Regions from separate parts of the Mus musculus genome. Here region 1 is linked to region 2. The links are chromatin contacts, called in public Micro-C maps. All regions are on one chromosome and are shown on one strand. The core of a region is the stretch at or near the end of the contact, and the rest is flanking DNA. Distances in the headings are between cores, read along the strand shown. Region 1 holds the start of Gnb3 (guanine nucleotide binding protein (G protein), beta 3). Region 2 holds the start of C1rb (complement component 1, r subcomponent B).

Region 1 (3,233 bases), core at 201-2,700, 270 kb before region 2:
AGGAGAAAGCTGGGAAGCCCCGCCGGGTCCGGGTCCGAGAGGAACTGTGAATGGCTGAGCCTGCTTCTCAGGATCAGGCCACTCAACTTGGGAAGGAACTGATGAGAAGGCTCTGGAGGATATCAGGAACATAGTAGCATGCCAAGTCTACCATCTCGGGGACTTACAAGGGCTACCAGACCCTGGACTCACAAGCTTGCTACACAGACTTAGCCTACAGCACATCAGGCCCGGGAGCCAGGTCTGGCCCCAGCTGAGGGACCTGCAAGGTCCCCAGGACAGACAAAAATCACTATGCCTCCCTGAAAGGCAGGCATGTGGAGGAGTGCAGAGCAACTGCTTCTAATAAGAAACACACAGAGGGGCTGGAGAGATGGCTCAGCGGTTAAGAGCACTGACTGCTCTTCTGAGGTCCAGAGTTCAAATCCCAGCAACCACATGGTGGCTCACAACCATCCGTAATGAGATCTGGCGCCCTCTTCTGGGGCGTCTGAGGACAGCAACAGTGTACTTACATATAATAAATAAATAAATCTTTAAAAAAAGAAAAAGAAAAGAAAAGAAACACACAGAGGAGACAGTCCCATCCTCTCCCAACCTGTGCAATAAATAATGATCATGAGGCTCTCCAGCCAAGGCCTGGTCTGCTCTATCCCAGTTTTGGTGGCTGCTGGAGGTGGGGTTGGTTAGAACTGGCCTGGGTGGGGACAGGTGGTGTCTTGGGGCCTCTCAGAGGTGGAGCCATGACAGCCCAGTGATTTGTCAGGGAAATCTCAGCCACCTGCTGCTTCATGCAAATAGACCCCCCCCGCACCCCCCCTCCCGGTGCCCCATCGCCGCTGCCACCACCACCACTGCCACTGCCACAGCCACAGCTGCTCCGTGAGCCTCCAACTCTAAGCCATGCCATCCCTCCCTCTGGCTCCTATCTTCACAGTCCACTAAGACCCTGGGAGTCATGTGTGGATGCATGAGGACAGACCCCAGCCGAGAAGCAGGACACAGAGCTCTGTTCTCTTTTGTAGTCATTTCTTTGCCCACAACACAGGGGCACATGGGCCCAGCTCCCCCCACCCCCATCTCCCTGTCAACTCCCCCAACTAGGATCAGGCCCAAGGGCAGCTGGTCGGGGCTTGTCGAGAAAAGGGATTATCCTGCTCAGCCCATCTAATCTCAGCTTCTGCTTGGACCCTCCCCACCCCTCCCCACAGCCCTCAACGAGGAAGCATGGTTTGTAGTGTTGACAACAGGGTCATCTGTCACCCTCCTGTTCTGGCTCCTGGCCCGCTTGCTGAACAAGGCCAAGATCATGACCACAGGTTGGGGCTAGGGCCTGGGGAGGTCACTGGAGCTATGACTGCTCCTGTTCTACTTCCCCAAACGCAACCAGTAATCCTCACGGCTTGTCTCTGATCCGTGGGCTGATGCTCTTATCTCTGCTGGCGGACTGACCGTGGAAGCACCCCTCTATCCCCACCCCCCTTCTTGTGGCTGCATAAGAGGGGTGCTGCTCTTCTCTGGTCCACGGGCCTGTTTCCCACCCCTCCAGGCTGACCTGTCTCTGGAAGCCACATACCTCCCCTCCCTGGCCTCTCCCCCACCCCTGCCAGCTGATTTCATTTGCCTGGCGTGGTTGTTGCTGGCCTTACCCTTCCCTGTCATTCCCCCCTCCCTCTCAGTCAGGGCCAGGCCAGGCCAGCTCCTCTGGCAGCAGAGGGGGGCAGGTGACAGGCAGGCATCGCAGCTGAGACAGTGAGGAGGCGCCCGGGAAGCGGAAACCTGGGAGAAGTCCAGCCAGAGCCCAAGTAAGAGGGAGCTGGCCGGCTCTACCCTCTGGGATCGGGGGCCCATGGGGAGGGCTCAGGCAGGGCTGGGGTTGATACCCAGGAGGGAGAGCCCCCCATCACAGGAGTAGGGCAGGATGGAAAGAACAGAAACATGGTCTGACGGGGACCTATTTCATGTCCCTGGCAGGAGCCGGAACTACCCCTCGACCTGTGCACCATGGGGGAGATGGAGCAGCTGAGGCAGGAGGCGGAGCAACTCAAGAAGCAGATTGCTGTAACCCCAGAGCCCTCGTCCTGGGGACCTTGGAGAACAGAACTCAGGACACGTGGGAGTGTGGCCTGGGAGGGATTGGGTTCACTCTTGGGTGACACTTTAGACACCTCTCATCTAGAAGGGTTCAGAGACTTTAAATCCAGACCTCACATTTGAAACCACCTCCCAACTGCAGAGCCCCATGCCCTCCCATATGTGAGGCGCATATGCATGCCCCCTGCCCTAGCACAGCCTCCCTGATGCCCACTTTCCCCGCAGGATGCCAGGAAAGCCTGTGCGGACATCACTCTGGCTGAGGTGAGACCTTCTGCCCATCTGAGGCAGGGCATGATAGGAGGGGAGGGGACTGAGCAAGGACTTCAGGACCAGCAACATATTGCTGCCTGAGCTTTTAGCACATCCTGTCCTTGAAGGGAGGAAAGACATTCATGAATTAATTCAACAAACATCCATTAAGATCTGCTCTGGGCCAGCCATTATATTGGATACGGAAGACATAGACTGGCCTTCACCCTGAACAGTGATGGGGGTAGGGCGAGCAGGACTTCTCTTAGACTCAAACTGGCAGCTGTCTAAAGTGACATTTCATTGATTTTAAGATGCATGCTTTCTCACAGAGCTTTCTAAAGTCGAGATGCATCTAACAATACATGATACCTTGTTAGCCTATTGTTTCTTTCTTCGTGATACACAAACTACTACTGTTTCTTAGAATTGATAGCCCAAGCCATGTCAGGTGGCACAGACTTGTAATCTAGCTAGGCTGAGGTAGGAGTGAAAACTCACAGCATACCTGAGCTGCGGGGTGGATTTAAGACTAGCCTGGCTCAAAATAAAAAGTAAAAAAGTTGAGTTATGAGAAAAATTTCAAAAAGGAAGGCATGAAGTTGTGTGGGGGTAGGAGGTAAAGGGTGGACGTGGGAGGAGTTAGGAGGAATGGGGCAGATATGACCAAAATGCCTGTGTGAAATTACCAATGAATAGAAATATTATGTTAAAAAAGAAAAAAAGCAGAAAGGGTCTGGGGATATATTTTAGTGCTGGAATTCTTAGCTATCATACTGAGGCCCTAGTTCAATCTACAGTACTAAGGGGAAAAAAGATAAACAGAATCGGTTGTATTAAATATGTACATAAGAGTAAGCATTATGAGAAAGGCACTGGGCTAGACG
Region 2 (3,678 bases), core at 1,058-3,557:
ACAGGGGCATGTTACAGGAGCATACATGTCAGCCCAGAGGATGACTTGCAGGAGTCAGGTTTTCCCTCCATCATGGGCATCCTTGGGATTGAACTCAGGGTTGTCAGGCTTAGAGACAAGGGCCTTTATCCACTGAGCCATCTTGCCAGCTCTGGACTGGGATTGAGCCTGTTATTCTTCTACCATCTTCCCAACTGTTGGCTAACCTGTCACCTGTCATTGTGTGCCTGGTATGTCATCTCTTTCTTGTTTCCGATAATGTGCTTTATTATATAGCCCGTGCTTGCCCAGGCCAGTCCAGAATGGTCTAAGTCTCCCTAATAACTGGGTTCACAGGACTGCCCTACTATGCCCACATTTTTATTTATTTTGTTGTGCTTTCTACTTATTTGTTTGAAAAGCCACACTCAACTCAGCCTCCTGATAGACCCAGCTGAACATGATAGTACAAATGGTACCCAGAGGTCTCCGCACCGGCCAGCATCACCTAGTGTCTTCCCTGCTTTGTCTCACAGATTCCTTACTTTGTCGAAAGCAGAAGACGTTCTCCTTGCTAGCTCTGCCGTGGGACGCACCCCTCCCTCAACGCTGCAGACTTGTTGAGTCCCCCTTGTTGGGGAAGTGTGCGGGTTTTCATGTTATTTTCTTAGCCTCCTGGCTGTTGCCTGAGCCTCATAGTGTGAGGAAGAGCACAGGCTCTGCTTGAATCCTGCCTTTTATTTTTACTGGATGTAGAAAGATGAGGCTAAGAAAGAAACCCTTTGAAGGGTACATACAGGGGTGACCAAGGTCCTTGTCTTCCCTGAAGGACATGTGACACCTTTCATATGTTTCTTTTCTTCTTGTTTTGGATGCAGTAGGTTACCATTCAGGGAAACTGAGGCATGGCTGTTTCTCAAGGCCTTATGGTTAGCTGTGTCCTAACTCCAATACATAGTGAAATCTACTGGAACAAACACCCCCATGCCTGCCCCTTTTCCTCATGAATCTCACTGAAGGCCTCAAAAGTCCACGAATACCCCCTCTATGGCACCAGCGACCCAAAACCAGCATTTCTACAGAGCTGTACAGTGATGGGGTGCAGGCATATTGTCCAGAGTATTCAGAGCACAAATTTCCAGCTTTGTTTCCCCTCCCTCCCACTCTGACGCCTACCTTAACATAGTCATAGAGGCAGCCTTCAGAAGGCTCCACGTCAAACTGCCAGAAGACCAGCTTCACCCTGTACCCCATGGGGACAGTGATCACAGTGGTTGTCTCCAAGTCACTGGGGTAAGGCTTGGGATACAGAGGGGAGGTCACCTCTCCATAGAGCTTCTGAGGGAGGTAGATGGAGCCTTCCACCCCATAGAACAGGGTCACCAGGAGGGCAAAGAGCCACCTGTCAAAGAGAGAGGCGAGTGTTTGTGGGGCTGGAGGATCAAGGGTGTTGTGTAGCACCCTTGCTATTTGAACTGCCTTAGGCAGGAATAGGATGACTAAACTGCTTGGTTCTTCCCCCATGCCCATTGTAGACTTCATAGTGGTTCTGTGATTGGGGGCATCAGCAGCCTCTGCATCTGCTGCAGCTGAGTTCCTCGTAGGTCAGTGCCCAGTCCAGGGGTCACTGGGTTCTATAGCACTCCCCATAGCCCCTGAGCTGCCTTCTCTGTCCTTCTCTTTCATGTCCTTTCCTTCCAGGGGTAGGACTGGCATGGGACCAGCTATCTGAGAGTGAAGTTTTCCAGTGATGGCTCTGCAAAGTTTCCCAAGGCTTCAGCAAGAAGCCCCTCGCCCCCGGGGAAACCCTTCTGGCGTCTGACAAACACATGTGGGGTCTGAGAAACACACGTGGGGGGATTTTCTCCTCTCTCAGAGAGTTCCCTCCCCTCACTGTTACCCTGCTATGAACCCAGTGTCAAGAAAGGAGAGGCTAGCTCAGCTCATGTCTAAGGGTCTGGACCCTGGGAGAAGGGCTGAGGAGTGACCCTGAGAAGTATGTGCTCTGGAGCTGGCAGTATGGAAAGAAGGGTATTGTATTCCTGTTCTTATTCCCCTTCTATTTTCTTTCCTTTTCTTTTCTTCTTCCTCTTCCTCTTCCTCTTCCTCCTCCTCCTCCTCCTACTCGTCCTCCTCCTCCTCCTCCTCCTCCTCCTCTTCTTCTTCTTCTTCTTCTTCTTCTTCTTCTTCTTCTTCTTCTTCTTCTTCTTCTTCTTCTTCTTCTTCATAATATGGGAGCATGTTTGCCACTTATGCCCAACTCCTATCTCCTCCCTTGGTACCCATCAGTCTTACTCACATGTCTCAAGGCCAGTTTGTTTTGGGTCCTCAGCTCTCCTGACAGAGTCTTCAGGCACTCTAAGCTGAAGGAGGGAGTAGGCATACAGGGGAGGGAAGGATTGTGGCAGTGGAGGGGGTGACCATTCCTGGAGAAATGTTTCAGGGAATGAAGCATTTGCATAAAGGAAAAAAAAATCTTGAGTTCCCAGTTTAGGTTTGGTCTTGAAATCCTCGTTGCTTGATGGCGCCATCTGGTGGTCAATGTGGGGAATGGCTGAGGCGATGGGATCTGAAGTTTTAGGGACCTGGAAACATTTTGTTTGGAGGGACAGACTCTGGGGTCTCTAAATCGGATTAACATTTTCTGGGAGACTTTCCCGGGGGCTGCTTGTTGCCCTTTATTCCAGGATCCTCGCCACAGGCATCGCAGACTGCGGAGACACTTAAAGGCTCTGCTTTCTCATTGGCTCATTTCTCACAATCACCTGGAAGCCAAGGGGCTGGGGTTTCAATGCACAGGGTGAGGTGAAGAAGAACTGGGTTGAGGAGGGCACCGGGGTGTATGGCTGTGGATATGAGTGTGGGGAAGGTGCAATGTCGCTGGACACTAAAGCAAGGCTCCGCTTTGAGCTCCCGCCTTTTGAACTTAGATCTTGTTGAAGATAGGGCAGCTGCAGAGTGGAAGAAACATCTTTTCCTGGACCTCTGGTCAGCTTGAGTCTTCTGGGATACAAGTACTTAGTGCTTCAAGCAAAGGGTGTGGCCGCAGAGGGAGAGTGACTCTTTCTTCTTAGAAGGGAAACCAGGTTCCCGAGACAGCTGTGCTGTCCACAAGGACATTGTGTCCTGTTTAAAAATTTTGCTCCTATGTCCACCAAAAATTTTATGGCACCTTGTTCTGTGGAGGTTTTGACTACAGAGCAGGTATGCCAGTTCCTGTAACTTGTTCCTGATTAGAGGAAACGTTCCTCCCTCTACTCGCTCTTCTCTCCCGACTTGTCCACGTATGGGATAATTCGTATTAGGGGTCAGCCTGTGAACTTAAAGGATCCACAACGATGGAGGCAGTCTCCCCTTGACAGTGACCTTGGCATGAGGCCGGAGAGCAGGCACACACAAGATGTGAAACGCACGGAGGTTTGGAAGATTTTCCCAGCACTGGGGCAGAAGCCTGAATGAAGGTAGTGGCTAGGAGAGAGGGAGGGGTGGGGAGGGCTTCCAAGATTTTATCAGGGTAAGATAAGGTCGGGAAAGACCAATGATGAGGGATAGGAAATGGACTAGATCAGAAGACAGAAGGAAGAGGAAATCTAGCCTAGTGAATTGCATGTTGGTATCCTAAGAAGTAGGTGTGTGTGTGTGTGTGTGTGTGTGTGTGTGTGTGTGCGTGGCTTGTTCATAACTGCGGCAGAAGGATCA

The links. Hi-C and Micro-C count contacts between places; a contact is called where the count stands out from the background.
Region 1: a contact with region 2 is called in a Micro-C map of palatal mesenchyme, with 2.8 times the contacts expected there. The contact joins the promoter of Gnb3 here to the promoter of C1rb in region 2. A contact is called at or near these places in 2 of 39 promoter capture datasets (the C10 cell line and liver), 1 of 484 Hi-C or Micro-C datasets (palatal mesenchyme) and 1 of 9 other capture datasets (adipose tissue).

What each region holds. Positions count from the first base shown.
Region 1 is chr6:124,838,492-124,841,724 of GRCm38.p6, reverse strand. It overlaps Gnb3 (guanine nucleotide binding protein (G protein), beta 3), which reads left to right and starts at 1,450. Exons shown (of 10, transcript NM_013530.1): 1 at 1,450-1,805; 2 at 1,975-2,061; 3 at 2,320-2,358. The coding sequence starts at 2,005. It overlaps P3h3 (prolyl 3-hydroxylase 3), which reads left to right. Exons shown (of 15, transcript NM_013534.5): 15 at 1-636. The coding sequence ends at 50.
Region 2 is chr6:124,569,059-124,572,736 of GRCm38.p6, reverse strand. C1rb (complement component 1, r subcomponent B) reads right to left here and starts at 2,307. Exons shown (of 11, transcript NM_001113356.1): 1 at 2,279-2,307; 2 at 1,156-1,381. The coding sequence starts at 2,280.